Regions from separate parts of the Mus musculus genome. Here all the other regions are linked to region 1. Evidence: chromatin contacts called from public HiCAR-type and promoter capture Hi-C data. All regions are on one chromosome and are shown on one strand. The core of a region is the stretch at or near the end of the contact, and the rest is flanking DNA. Distances in the headings are between cores, read along the strand shown.

Evidence for each region. Promoter capture Hi-C pulls out the DNA fragments that hold promoters and counts their contacts. HiCAR-type assays count read pairs that join an accessible place to other places.
Region 2: a promoter capture Hi-C map of pre-B cells shows a contact between it and region 1, with 5 times the contacts expected there. The contact joins the promoter of Gls2 here to the promoter of Ctdsp2 in region 1. A contact is called at or near these places in 1 of 39 promoter capture datasets (pre-B cells) and 1 of 115 datasets of contacts at active chromatin or transcription factors (pancreatic cancer cells).
Region 3: a contact with region 1 is called in a promoter capture Hi-C map of pre-B cells, with 2.1 times the contacts expected there. The contact joins the promoter of Stat2 here to the promoter of Ctdsp2 in region 1.
Region 4: a contact with region 1 is called in a promoter capture Hi-C map of pre-B cells, with 4 times the contacts expected there. The contact joins the promoter of Baz2a here to the promoter of Ctdsp2 in region 1. A contact is called at or near these places in 1 of 39 promoter capture datasets (pre-B cells) and 1 of 9 other capture datasets (adipose tissue).
Region 5: a contact with region 1 is called in a HiCAR-type map of astrocytes, with 3 times the contacts expected there. The contact joins the promoter of Lrig3 here to the promoter of Ctdsp2 in region 1. A contact is called at or near these places in 5 of 115 datasets of contacts at active chromatin or transcription factors (astrocytes, embryonic stem cells, extraembryonic endoderm stem cells and 2 more).

What each region holds. Positions count from the first base shown.
Region 1 is chr10:126,977,324-126,980,023 of GRCm38.p6, reverse strand. It overlaps Ctdsp2 (CTD (carboxy-terminal domain, RNA polymerase II, polypeptide A) small phosphatase 2), which reads right to left and starts at 1,307. Exons shown (of 8, transcript NM_001113470.1): 1 at 723-1,307. The coding sequence starts at 786. Gm40798 (a long non-coding RNA gene) reads left to right here and starts at 2,504. Exons shown (of 2, transcript XR_872169.3): 1 at 2,504-2,700.
Region 2 is chr10:128,193,305-128,196,004 of GRCm38.p6, reverse strand. Gls2 (glutaminase 2 (liver, mitochondrial)) reads right to left here and starts at 1,370. Exons shown (of 18, transcript NM_001033264.3): 1 at 1,098-1,370. The coding sequence starts at 1,279.
Region 3 is chr10:128,269,172-128,271,871 of GRCm38.p6, reverse strand. It overlaps Stat2 (signal transducer and activator of transcription 2), which reads right to left and starts at 1,374. Exons shown (of 24, transcript NM_019963.2): 1 at 1,155-1,374. Apof (apolipoprotein F) reads right to left here. Exons shown (of 2, transcript NM_133997.3): 2 at 622-2,700. The coding sequence ends at 1,913.
Region 4 is chr10:128,091,412-128,094,111 of GRCm38.p6, reverse strand. Baz2a (bromodomain adjacent to zinc finger domain, 2A) reads right to left here and starts at 1,329. Exons shown (of 30, transcript NM_054078.2): 1 at 1,262-1,329.
Region 5 is chr10:125,964,835-125,967,534 of GRCm38.p6, reverse strand. Lrig3 (leucine-rich repeats and immunoglobulin-like domains 3) reads right to left here and starts at 1,316. Exons shown (of 19, transcript NM_177152.5): 1 at 824-1,316. The coding sequence starts at 1,059.

The DNA of each region.
Region 1 (2,700 bases), core at 58-2,557:
AGACAAACTCGCACTTTTTCGCTGCGCGATTCAGAAACACGCTGGGTCTGATGCCATCCGGCGAATTATGTAACCAGGGACACCGCTCCCGGGCTAAACAAACGCGGCTGTGTCTGTGCAGCGGCGGCCCCGGGGGAGCGCACGGGGCAGGGAGGGGCTCCGGCCGGGCCTCGGGTCCGGCTTGTTTGCTCCGCCGAGCCGCGAAGAGAGTCCCGCGCCCGGCAGTGACCGCGGCCCTCCCCCCTCCCCCACCACCGCCCCCGCCTCGGGCCGGTGAACTTCGTCCCGAGTCCCCGCGCCGCCACCGCCGAGCTCCCGGGCATCCCGGTCCTGCGTGAAAACTCCGGTCCCGGTGGCGTTCCAGCTCGGGACCCCTCGTACCCTCCCCAGAGCCCCGGGGCAGGCGCGCAGCGGTGGTGGGTGGGGGAGGAGTGACCACTCCATCTCCGCGGCTCGGGTGGGGGCGGCGCGGGTGGCCTGGCGCGACGCGCGCCCTCCCGAGCCTCTGACTGCCCCCGGGGGGGGAGGGGTGGCCGGACGGGTGACAGCTGCGCGGATGACACCCTCCCGCCCGGCGCTGGCAGCCGGGGCCTCGCTCAGCCCCCACCGGGGTCCGAGAGCCCGACGGGTGCGCGAGGACCGACGGACCCCGGGTCCAGCCGGATCCTCCGCCCCCTCCCCGTTCGGGGGCGACACAAAGTTTTGGGAAGTTGCGCCCCTACCTTGCTTGGTGAGCACCAGGGCGTCTTCCCTCCGCGCCTGGGTGATGATGGAGCCGTGTTCCATCTAACAATCCCGCGGGCCCGGGCTGGCTGGGCGGGAGGACGCGCGGGCGGGCGCGCAGGCGGGCTGGGCTGGGGGGCCTGGGCGGGGGCCCGTCGGGCTCCGGCTCCCGAGACTCCGACTCCCGCAGCTGTTCACATCCCCCTCGCGTTTCCTCCCCGGGCCGGGAAGGGAGGCGGCCTGCACAGAGGGCGGGCGGGCCAGGCGGCGGCTTCCCCGGTGCCCCCAGCCCCGATCCCCCGGTGGCAGCTCCGGGCTCCTCAGTTTGGGTCCAACATGGAGAATCCGGAGCGAAAACAAGAGGAGGAAATGGGACACGGGGCGGTTTCCAGGCTCCCCCCTCCCCTCCGTACTCCAGATAAACAACCCGCGGCTGCAGCGCCCACCCCCGCGCTCCTCCCAGATCTTGGGCCGGCCTCTTCGCCGCCTGCCGGCGCGTTCCGCTCCAGGCCAGCGTCCTAGGCCCCGGGACCCTCCTCCGGCGAGCAGCGGGGGCCGCGGACCCTGCAGAGGTTTGCTATTTTCTTACGGAAAAAGCGAATCCCCGAGGGGGGTGGGGTGGCGGGCGGGCAGGCTGGCGGGGGAGACTTGAAACCGCTCCGGCACTCCGATTGGCCCGCTCGCAGAAAGGGGGCGTGGCCCCTCCTTACTATGCGGTGCAAGGACCCAACAACATTCCAGTCGCCACGGCCACGCCCCCGGGCCACTCCCCGCTTGCTGGGCTGCGGCCTCCTGGTCCTCTCGGCCACACCCCCTTCCCAACTACTTAAAAAGGCCACTCCAACGCTCCGCTTTCCGTGCTCGGTGCTGGGGTGTTTGTGTTTCCGACGCTTTACTCCAAGAAGGCTCAATGGTTCCGCCCTACGAAACCTGGGGAAAAATGGAGAAGCCAGATTGGGTTCGAGGCAGTTACGGTATTTCCTGCTTAGAGCCCAGTGCCTTATATAAGAATACCGCTGATATGTACCTGGGAAGGAGTGTGTAGGGGGCGGAACCGAGACTCCAGAGTGTGAGGAATGGAACTGACCTCTGGAAATGACACCTTATGTATTAAGGCCACCTTAGGTGCCAGCCCCTCCCACTCAGGCATCTACCCTATCCTCCCAGTCCAGCTCCCCCTCCCACCCCCAACTCCCATCTCATGGTTCCATCCTCAGTTTGAGGAGGATAGAGGTGCTTAGTGGACCCAGAAAGCTCTCCCTCATTTTTTAGGCCCAGGCTCAGGTTTGAACTCCCAAACTTAAGGTTTCTCAGGAAGGGTTTCTCCACTTGTCTGCTAGGAGTAGCAGCTCCAAAGAAGCAGTTTTAACTCTGTATCGGGTTGTTGTAAAAATTGTATGCTGTATATGCACCCCATTGCACCTGAAGGAGGTCTCTTCTATCCTTCCACAGTGGGCTCTGGGAATCAAACTCGGCTTTCCTGGGAAGCGCTCTTACTGGCTAAACCATCCCATTGACCCATTTCAAATGCTTTTTGGTGATGGATGAGTTACTATGATTCAAGGCCATAGTTCCTGGGGAATGGGGGGTGGGGGGCACCTGGTGGCTTTCCTACTGCAGTCCTCATAGCTAGACATTTGTGTCTCTTCATCTTGTCCAAGTAGGTCATAACCTACAAGGCACTATCATCATATGTATATATCCTATGTTCCTTACAAGTGCGAATGTTTCTACACACACACACACTGCTCTTTTTTCCCCTTTTTTCCCCCTTTTCTTTCTTCTTTTTTTTTTTTTTTTTTTTTTTTACATAACACCATTTTAATGAAAATGCTGTTTTTCTAAAATGAATGTGACTGTTAGAGAGGATCTGAATGATGCTTATGTAACCTCAAACCCTGAGTCTGGGTAGATTCTAATTCATTAAAGGAAAGGAAGCCGGGGGAGTTCTGACATATTTGCCTCCCACCTTTAAAA
Region 2 (2,700 bases), core at 121-2,620, 1.2 Mb before region 1:
GGATGCCTCTGGCTCCTCACCCCAAAGGTCTTACAAGGGAACGGATAAGCAAATGGTATTTGCTTACCCAACCATATTTATTGGTGTTGAGGTAGTTTGCTGTGTCAGTCTGGTTCATTTAATTATGGTGTGCATATGTTTCTAAATATCACTAAGCTGATATGATAGGGAAAAAACGGTCCATTTCCTATACTGCCATAATGAGGCAGGAGCTACCAGGACAACGTCCAGCTGGATGTCTGAGGATAACAAATTTCATGCTTTGAAAACACTCCTCTTGGGGCTGGAGAGAAAGCCCAGCTACTAAGCATTCCTGGGCAATGTATGCTGGGGGGGGGGGGGTCGACTTCCTGGGTTGAAGATGGCCCCAAAGGGGAAAAACACTTCAATTTAGAGAGGCAGAGCAACGCAATAGCTGACTGGTTTAGGAACTGTCTCACAATTTTCTCATTTATGAATAATCAACGCATTCCAAAACCAAGTTGGAAACTTGATTATCAGTGTTTTGCCAGCATATAAGATATTCCACGGTTAAGCTCTGCTACAAAAACACTCCGGACACATACGCACCTACGTGCGCATCAGCAATGACGCACACCGCACATTACCCACTGACGACAGGCAGAGACAAGAAACCCCACACAGTCAGACCCAAGCGCACTTGGACCTGGGGCAGGAAGCTGTTCGATATCCACAAAATTCCCTAAAATACTGGGACCAGAGAAGAGAGGCTGGGGATGGGCAGGTGTGCACTCGGCCCTGCACTCAGACACGTGCACCAAGCAACACTCCGCGCCCATCTGCGTTCCCAAATAAGTACGCACCTTGGACAGGCATCATCTCGAAGACCGACCTGCCCAAACGCCCTCCCGGGCGGACAGCACCTGACCGCCCGAGCGCGGCGGACAGCACCTGACCGCCCGAGCGCGGCGGACCCAAAGCCCCACATCTAAAGGAAAAGGCATCGCAGGCTAGTGAGCGCGGAGAGGAGATGAGATGCGCTCGCTCTCTGGGGAAGGGGACTCCCAGGGAGCTAGCGAGAACGACAGTGGGAGTGGGAGCCAGCCTGTCCCCTGCCCCTGTCCCGCGAGCCTTACTGATCCGAGTGCTGCGGCTGGTGGCTGTGCGGCGTCCCCCTGCCCTGCGCTGCGGCCTCACCGAGGTAGTACCGGACGCCCCTGCCCAGAAGCGGGCCCCGGCTCGGATGACCCCAGCCTCCCCGCCGACCGTGGCTGCCCGCGCGGCTCAGCGCGTTCTGCAGAGCCCTCATGGAGCGCATGCCCCCGGCGCGCCACCCGCTCGGCCCGGGCGCTCCAGACGTGCGAGCGGCGGCGAGGAGGGAGGGGCGGAAGAGTGGCGGGCGAGACTAGGAGCCCGGGAGCAGTCCTGGGGCCAGTGGAGCCTGCGGGGGGGGGGTGGGGGGGGGAAGGACCGGCCCGGTGGGAGTGGTTGGGGTCCGGGGAGGGGCCAGTCCGGGACGACTCGGATCCCGCAGGTACACCCATAGTCCCCTCACAGCCTCCAGCCAGGAGCGCCACGGGTTCGATTGAGGAGAAGCTGGAGGCGGCTGGGTGGGGAGGGGGCGTGGTCTGGAGTCAAAAGGGACAGGAACCGCGTCCAATCACTGAGGAGGAGGAACGCTGGGAGGCGGGGAAAGGCGCGGGAGGCTGGGACAGTCGGGACACCGGCGCGCGTCAGAGCTTTGGCGGGGAGAGGATCGGCCTCTGCGCAGTCGGAGTTCGTGGAAACGCGCCAGGGCTGGGGACGACGGAGTGCTCTGGTGCAGATGAAAACGCCACACTTTCAAAGAGAGATGAGAGCGAGCGGGATGCGGGAGCCACGTAGTGACCTTCCATGTTCGAAGGCCAGGGGTGGCCAGTGCACACTTACAGGCAGGCGGTGCGGGCTGCAAACACCCCAATCACGGATGCGCGCTGGCGCTGAGTGGACAGAAAGACGGTCCAGAAGCAGCCCGCCGCGCTTCATTGCTAGGCGTCATGGAGCCCAGGTTCTTAGGTCATTTGGTGGCTGCGGAGGACTTATAGTCTCTCTCTAAAGTTCTCTTTCTCTAAAGTTCACGTATTAAAATAAGCCAGTGAACTCAAAATCTTCCCCCCCCCCACCCCCCCCAGACAGGGTTTCTCTGTATAGCCCTGGCTGTCCTGGAACTCACTTTGTAGGCCAGCCTGGCCTCGAACTCAGAAATCCGCCTGCCTCTGCTTCCCAAGTGCTGGGCCGGCTGAAATCTTTTTTTATTGTTGTTTTAGAAACAGGGCTTTGAGATATAGCCCTTGTTGCCGTAGTACTCAGTTTGTAGCCCGTGTTGGCCTTGAATTCGTGGCCAACCTTCTACCTCAACTTCTCAAGTGCTAGAATTGCAGGGGTGTGCAACACCACACGCATGCCGGTGCGCGTGCACACACACACAAACACACACACACACACGACAAAAAAGCAAAGAAACACAAAACATATACGTGCTCCCCCAATTGTTTTTAGTTTTAAGACCTGGCCTCTCCGTATCTCTTAGAACTTACGAGCTAGACCAGCCTGACCTCAAACTCTCAGATCCACCTACTTTAGGCTCCAGAGTGTTGGGATTAAAGGTGTGGTCTTGGTTTGTAGTGGAGAAAATGCACAAAATTTAGGAGAATTAAAAATGTGGTGGTCAGCATTCCTGGAGTCCCAGCGCCAGGGATG
Region 3 (2,700 bases), core at 125-2,624, 1.3 Mb before region 1:
GGCTGGGAATTGAACTCAGGACATCTGGGAGGGCAGACAGTGCTCTTAACTGAAGAACCATCTCCATAGCCCTGATCCAATCTCTCTTCAAACAAAATGTTTGTTTTCATTTTAGCTTTCTTGCAATCCTTGATCCTCGTGCCTTACTCTCTGTGAAAGCTTTGGTTGAGCTACAGCTCCAAACGGGTACTTGACTCTTTAAATTATATGCCTGTATTGCTTCTAAGAAACAAAAACTTGACGGGTGGTGTTGGTGCACACCTTTAATCCCAGCTCTTGGGAGGAAGAGGCAGGTGGATCTTTGAGTTTCCAGGACAGGAGGGCTACACAGAGAAACCCTGTCTCAACCCTCACACCCAAAGTCTGCCTAAGTGAACTAACTGCACGTAGGCTATAGGGGCTGCAACAAAGTACTTTCTCTAGTTGGCTTCACTCTCCGATATCAGTTTTGCACTGAATAAGGTTTTCTGAAATAAACTAGACTTTGTGTGTAACCTTAAGCAAACAGTTTCACCTCTAGGACTATAGTTTATATGTATTATATGTATATAATATATATATATACATATGTGTATATATATATATTATACAAACACACACACATAATGATCAAGGATGTCTTTCTTATTTATTTATTTATTTGTGCAAGGATCAAAAATTATGTAAAGGGCCTCGAGAGATGGCTCCATGGTTAAGAGCACTGGCTGCTCTTCCAGAGGACCTGGGTTCGGTTCCCAGCCCCCACATGGCTGCTCACAACCATCTTAACTCCAGTCCTAGTAAATTCGGCCCTCTTCTGGCCAATTCAGGCACGCACCTAGTACATAAACACAACATGCATACAAATTTTAAAAATATAATAAGGAAGCAAACAAATAAGTAAATAGATTCGCAGAGCAGAGGTTAAAGCTTTGGCTTATGACAAGGATCATAATGGGTACATAGAGCAGCTGCAAGGGTTGCGGAGGAGTTTTGGAAGGAAGTCGACAGGGTTGAGAAGTAGAACTGTGCAGCGGTGCAGCATCCTGCAGGGTGTTCGACTTCAGCCAGAGAGCAGAAGCCTTGTCTACAGGGGCATCACCCGGGGCAGCAGCCCTTCCCGGGAACCGGCTGGCACCTCCGCCCCGCTCCGCACACCCTTTCGGGGCCTGTACCTTCTGAGGGTCCAGTGCCGCTCCTTCCAGTGCTCTCGCTGCAACTTCCAATTCTCCAAGCGGTTCAAGGACCCGTTTTCCACCCTCCCCCGACTCCGGCGGACCAAGATAGCGAACAGCGGAATGGGTCACCCGGCTGGCGGAATGGATCACCCGGCTGTGGACGCTCGGCGTTCCGGGATCGGTGGGGCGACCGAAAGCTTAGCCACGCCCTCCCCGCGTGTCACTCTCATTGGCTGAAACACAACCCCGTTCAGCGCTGGGCTGGACAAGCTGCTTGAAACCACACCGCCGACTTCAGTGATTGGCGGAGAGGGAGAAGCTCGTTAGTGCCCGCTCCCGCCCCCCTAGTCGGGCGGAGCCCAACTAAAGTCTTAGCCAGGAATTCTAGCAGCTGATTTACCCGAACCGAACCGTGAGTTCTAGGGAAAGGAAACTGAAACCAGGGTGCGTGAAGGCACCTAGGACTCCATAGAAAGGGTGGGACCTGCGTCCCTTAGGATAGGGAGGGAAGAGCTGAGGTAATAAGGTATTTTTGAGGATATGAATGATAAATACTGTGGGTTCATGATAACGCTTTTTAATTTCTATAATCACTTGTTCAGGTGGAAGTTAGCCAGCCCCATTAGAGTGTAAAAATCTAAGTTTCAAGAAGGAAATTACTGGCAAGCGATGACAGTATCCCAAACCATCCACCCACCCATCCATCCATCTACACTTCTCTTGTCAGAATTTTCCACTTATTGGTTGTTTTGTTACTATCTCTTGTACGCCAAGACACCATAGTTCTTTAATAAAGGCCACTCCCAGTTAGAAGTTGTACTTTCAACTTCTGACACAAAATTAGACATGGCTATTTCTTCCACAACACCGATATCTGTGGTGGCATCCTTTCCGGTCTCTGGCTGATGGGTGGTCACCTCTGGCTGAGGGGTGGTCACCTCTTTCTCATCATAATAATACTGGATCAGCCGCTGAACCCCAGCCTTCATCGCTGGCTTAAGAGCAGCCGTGATCACCGCACCAGCTGGGCCCCCTGACGCGCCTACCATGGCCATCAAGAGATCATAACCCAGATCTATGGCCCCATCTCGACCTCGTTCCTTGGCCTTGTCAGAGCAGTTCTTAATGGCGTAATACAAAGCTGTGCCTAGGTTGTAGTAGGTGCCTACTGCTGGTAGTAGGTCAACCACATTGTGGACACTCTGTTCCTGATCATTGTCGCAGTCTGTGTTGGAAATCGAACGTTTGGCCCTCTTTGGACCTGGCTGCTCCCAGGCTAAGAGCTGCAGAGCAGAGGACAGGGCATCCACAGACACTTCCCGGTCTGTGTGTCCACTCTTCTGGAGCTCCTGGAGATGGTGGATGAGGGCTTGTGTAGCCTCCACACCTCCTAATCGGTAAAGCTGAAGCTGAAGAGCCCAGACCTCAGCCTGGCAGCCAGCTGCCTCCAGAGCATTCCTTAGAGCCAGGCCTACCAGGAATTTGGAGACAGGGGGCATGTAAGTGAAGCCAGGCAGGGACTTGGGGAGCAGCATCTGGCAGG
Region 4 (2,700 bases), core at 80-2,579, 1.1 Mb before region 1:
AGATGGCTGGGGCTATGAGATGGTGGTATGCATCCTAGCTGTACCTTCCCTTTCCTCTTCAAGACACTCCAAGCATCCAACCTTAAGCACTACAGGACACACACACTGCGCCCTTCCCAGCACCTTTAGTTGTGACTCAGAGTAGTATAAGACAAACCCTGACACCCATTCTACTAATTCTGGAGGCAGGGGCACTAGAGAAGGAGCTCGGGGCTCAGCTGGATGGAAAGAGTATTTCCTATTGAAGGTAGGGTAATTATAAAGACCTCCCACTCCATGACTGAACCGATCTTGCCTTAGCCACAGCTCTTGGCCCTGTAGCAATTCCCATTGGTTCCTTTTCGGCACTCAGGTTCGGAGGAGACAATCTCACCGTATTTTGGTAAGGTTAGGTTCTCTCATAATATGCCAAAAAGATTGTAACCCCTCCCCTTCTCCAAGTGGGTCTGCGCCCCTCGGATTTAGTCTCCAAATTCCCCAACGGACAGCTGGGCATATGATAGGCATATAAGACAGTGACATCTCGGGGTTTTTGTTTGTTTTGTTTTCTGGAGTAACCTGAAATAGAGAAGGTTGGGCTTCCTTTGCCTTACCCAGCACCCCCAATCCCTTAGAGACTTAGCCCCAGTCTTGTTCTGCCGCAACAGCCGCTGAAGCGGAGTATCACAAGGTTCCCGCAGCGCCGCTGCCCCCGGCGCCCGGACTAGGGGGAGGGGCCAGCTCCAGCGGGGCCGAGCGCCCTTCCCACCGAGATCAGGGGGCGGTGCTCGGGTCCGACCCCAAACTCGGCAAGAAAAGCTTTAGGTGAGACTTAGCTGAACTTGAAGGGTGAGCGGAGCAGGGCGGACAGCGCCCGTAACGTGCGTCGTACCCCCCGCCCCCCGCACTACCAGGAGAGGGGTTGGGGTGGCGGTTATCTCCCCCCCCCTCCGGGGTTAGGATGGCGTGGGAAAGCGCTAGTTCCAGAGAAGAGGAGGCGAAACCCAGACCGCGGGAGAGCTTTCTGGCGAGGGAGGCGCGGGGGAGGGGAGATCCAGGGCCGGAATAGGAGGGGTTCCCGGGAGAGGATGGCGGAGAGGCGTGAGAAGCCTCCGGATCCCGGGCGCAGAGGACAGGGGAGGAACGGGCGAGGAGGCAGGGCGGGGGAGAGAGCAAGGGCAGCGGGCGCAGGGAAGGTCAGAGCTTGGATCCCAGGGGAGGAAGCGGCTGCGGGGACGCCCTGCCCTGGACCCCGGGCCTGGAGGCGGATGCCGGGCCTCACCTGAAGCAGGGCCGGGCCGGGCGGCGGCGGCGGCGCAGGTGGCCGAGCCGGGCGGCGGCGCCTCCTCCCCCAGCCCGAGGCCGGCGGCGGAGGGGGGGGGGGCGGCGCTTAAAGGGGCAGGAGCCACCCGGGTGAGGACGAGCGCTCAGGGACGGCTGTCGCGAAGGCTCCGCTGGGGGAGGGGACGGCGGGTGGCGTCTCCTAGGGGCCAGAACCAGGAAGGATCCCAGATGCAGGAAAAGACAGAAACTTCTGCGGCGTAGTTGGGGACAGCGGTGGGTCTGAACTGGAGTACTTGAAGAGCTCTTTTTGCCGGCACGGGGCGCCCAGCTAAGACTTATTCACAAAGGAGGCTGGAGAGACAGTGGGAGCCACAAAGATTCAAGGAGGCCTAGGAGAGCAGGAGAGGGAACTCAAGGCCGAGAGCATGTCGGGGTCACGCACAGCGCCCTGCTAGGTAAACAGGCTTCTCCCGGCCCTATCCGTACTACAGCTGTACAAATCTGGAATCAGGAAACCACAGAGGCAAAACGCTCTCTGTCCTGTCAATGGTGGAGGCCATCCGTAACAGGGTCGTGAGGCTGATGCAGGGCTAAGAATCGACTTTATTCATTGCTCGGTTTGGCCCCAGCCACCACCACCACCCTTGCAGCAACCTCTGGGGCAACAGGAAGCAGCTGCTCAGTGCAGCCCCGACCCGGTGGTGGGTTAAAGGGGGGAGGAAGAAACACCGAGAGAAACTAGGGGGAGGGGAAGCATCTCTTACAAGACCAAGACTGAACTAGTAATGAATACAGTAAAATACTACTTGAATCTCTGCACTTAAATTGGAGCGGGGGGTTCTAGGGTGAGGAAGGAAGCCCTAACCTAAGATACAACCCCAGGCTCTTCCTTAGAGCTGGAGCTTGCCAATGCTCAGCAGCTCACCAGCTAAGCCCCGTGTCCCCCCCACAGTCCGTTTCTCTTCCTTCACTCCCCCAAAAGAGCAAAGGTTAGGCCCCACCCCTGCTGAGTCAGCCAGAGAGGGAGCTGGGCATCCCTCAGGCCTTTCCCAGGGGCAGCTATCATACTTACCCATGTCAGGCTGGCAGGACTCAGGATTAGGACCCAGATTCTCACTGTCCTTGGGTCTTGCTTCAATTGAAGGCTACTGTTGGATCCTGTCCAACTATGGGCTGGGAACTCGCAAACCCCAAAAAAGCCAATGTATGCTTCCTGCGAACGACACAGCCTGAACTGCTGTAGGGTGATGTCCCTGTATGACAGACTGGGGTGGGAGGGAGGAGGGAAGGGCGGGGCTTTCATTGGGTGGAGAGAGGGAGGAGGCGAGGACAGGGCCGACCGGAGAAATATGGAGGAAGGTTAGAACTATATTAATACTTTAGGACTGTGGTTGAAGGGGACAGTAAAGGATGAAGGAAACAAAGAGTTACAGCTAG
Region 5 (2,700 bases), core at 67-2,566, 1.0 Mb after region 1:
GAATCTTTAAGTATGAAGTGATTTGATTTCTTTTAAACGGGACAACTTCTTTTTTTTTTAAGTGCAACTTTTGCTTTTTTGCTTATGGCTTAAACGCCCCCTCCAATTTTAACAAAATTAGGGGTTGGGAGAGAATAAAGAGAGCTGACATTTGTAAGGACTCGCATTTCCAAGTAAATTATATTTTCTTCCGTGTTCTATCCACACAGTTGGCAGTGACTTCGGGGTTTCTGGCTTCCCAGCTAAAATCCGCCAAACAGCACTCAGCGCAGGCTCTAAACTTGCCCAGATCTCGGTTGTGAAAACCTACTTCCTTTGCTTAATCTACCCGATCAGTCTTCGCACCCAACTTCTCACAGTAACCAAGACGCAGACGCATTTCAAAGTGGCCCGGGAGCGAGGCTGATGGTCTGCTAATGTGAAATTAAGCACTGCGGAGAGAAAAAGTCTGTGCGGCTTTGCTTGAGCAAGGGGGGTTATAAGAGAAAGGCGCGCCTGCAGTGACCGTCTAGGGACCCTAACTAACCCCTGAGAAGCTACAGTTGGGCCAGTTTCCTACATAAACTCAGAAGAAAACTTGCAAAATACAGTGTCTCGCAGACTGGCTCCCAATCGCAGGCGTCGGGTCTGCTGGCCTAGGAGTGGCGACTCAAGAACCCACCTGCGCGGATGCAGAGGGAGACTGAGTCCCCCCACAGGGCTCCGGTAGCGGCCTGGGCGCTGTATAGTGCGCTCTGAGCCCCGGGCCTAGGCGGACTCTTCTGGTCTCGCACCCCTGGCGGGCCGGTCTCCTTCACCCCACCGGAATGATACTGATACTCACAGCCGTGTGACCCAGGCCGGGAGAGGATCGGGAAGGCGAACCAGCCGCCGCCGGCTGCAGTCCAGCAGGTCCCCGAGGCAGTGGCAGGCGGCTGGACACGGGCGCTGCGCATCGTCGTCCAAGAGCTGCCCGGGAGCCCCGTGGCCTCCGCTTCCCGCCGGGCCCGCGCGCCCCAGCCCCGCGCACAGCAGCAGTCCCAGCGCCGCGGTGGCCGCTCGGAGTCCGGGAGCACCCATCGCCGCGCGCCCCGCCGCCTCCGGTTCGGCCCGGAGCTCTACAACCTCGCGCACCCCCAAAAGCACCGACTCCCAGACCGGGCTGGACACGCCGATCGCCGCCTCGTGCTCCTGGTGGCTCAGTCCCCGCACTGAAGGCCTCGCATGCCCCTGCACAGCGGGAGAGCCAGCAGCGGAGGACCGGCAGCCACGGTGAAGGCAGCCCGAGCGGCGTCCGAGAACGGGATGGCACGCCGAGAAACTTTTCCGCCTGCGGCGGGCGGCGGGGCGCGATGTCCCGGCGCGGCGGAACGGCGAGGCGGGGCGAGAAGGCGGGCGCGCGCCCATTGGCCCGCCTGGCACCCGCGGCCACGTGACAATAACAAGGCTCCAGCCCCGAGCCGGCGCCCGGGAGAAAGTGGAGCTGAGATTGTAGGAAATTCCGAGTTACATTTTCCAGCGTCTGCAGCCAGCAGTCTCCGCTATGTCCTGAGAACCATAGATCAGATGGAATGGGAGGGCAAGAGCGAGCCAGCGAAGGAGCGAGCCAGCGAAGGACTGAGCCGGCTGGTGCTCTGAGCTGCAGTTACTTAAGGGAAACTTTAGAGAGTACAGTTAAAGTAGTTGCAGTGTTCCAAGGCCTTTCAATTCCTAGCGAGAGAACTGTGTCGATTATTATATTGTTGGCGAATGAAACAGTGGCTTTCATAAAAAAAATTAATATCGGTGCCAGTGAGGTCTTTTATGCCCATAAATTGGACATATATAATGTATATGTATGCGTATTTGTATATGATGTATATGTATAGCCTGGCAACCCAGCACTGTATGGAAGAGGCAGGCAGACCTATGAGTTTCGGGCCGGCCAGGACAACACAGTGAGACCCTGTCTCAAACGTATGTGCACATGGATGGATGGCTAGATGGATGGACAAAGGACATGGTTTGGGATATGGGAGCTTGGTTTATAATAGATGGAGCTGGAGGGAATGATAATAAATTAATAAATAACTAAATAAATTAATAAACTAAATAATAAATTAATAAATCCAAGTTGGCAATCAGATTCCAAACAATAGTAGCTAAGAAGAATAAAAGCAACCACACTAATATATGCTAAGACCTTGAAAGAAAAAGCACACGTGCGCATGCACACACGAACGCACGCACAAACACACGTGCACATGCACACACATGCTTACACACACACACACACACACACACACACACACTTACCTTAGTCTACCTGCCTTTTGAATGATGACATTCTTGACTGAAAAGTCTACCAGACTTAAATAAGCTTATCTGTCTGTGGGGTATATTGAGGGAGGAGGTAGAACCAAAATACCAGGCACCCCTGAAGTCTGTCTGGATGTACTCAGCCTGTAACCTGGGTAGCAAGGTGTTGAAAATAATGGAGACCTCAGAGTTGATCTGCTAACACCTCAGGGAAAATAGGTCCCAAAGAGATACCTAACATTTTGTAGGGTGACATAAACTAATTTTAAGGCTCTGTTTCTGTAGGTTGTTGGCTGCATGGTATCTGCCCAAGCATGTCTGTGACTTGGGTTACTTAATCAGCTAGTTGATGCAGGATGAGATAGCTGATGGAATTGAGACTTTAACCCCATGACCATTGACTTGCACTGTAGCGTTCACCTG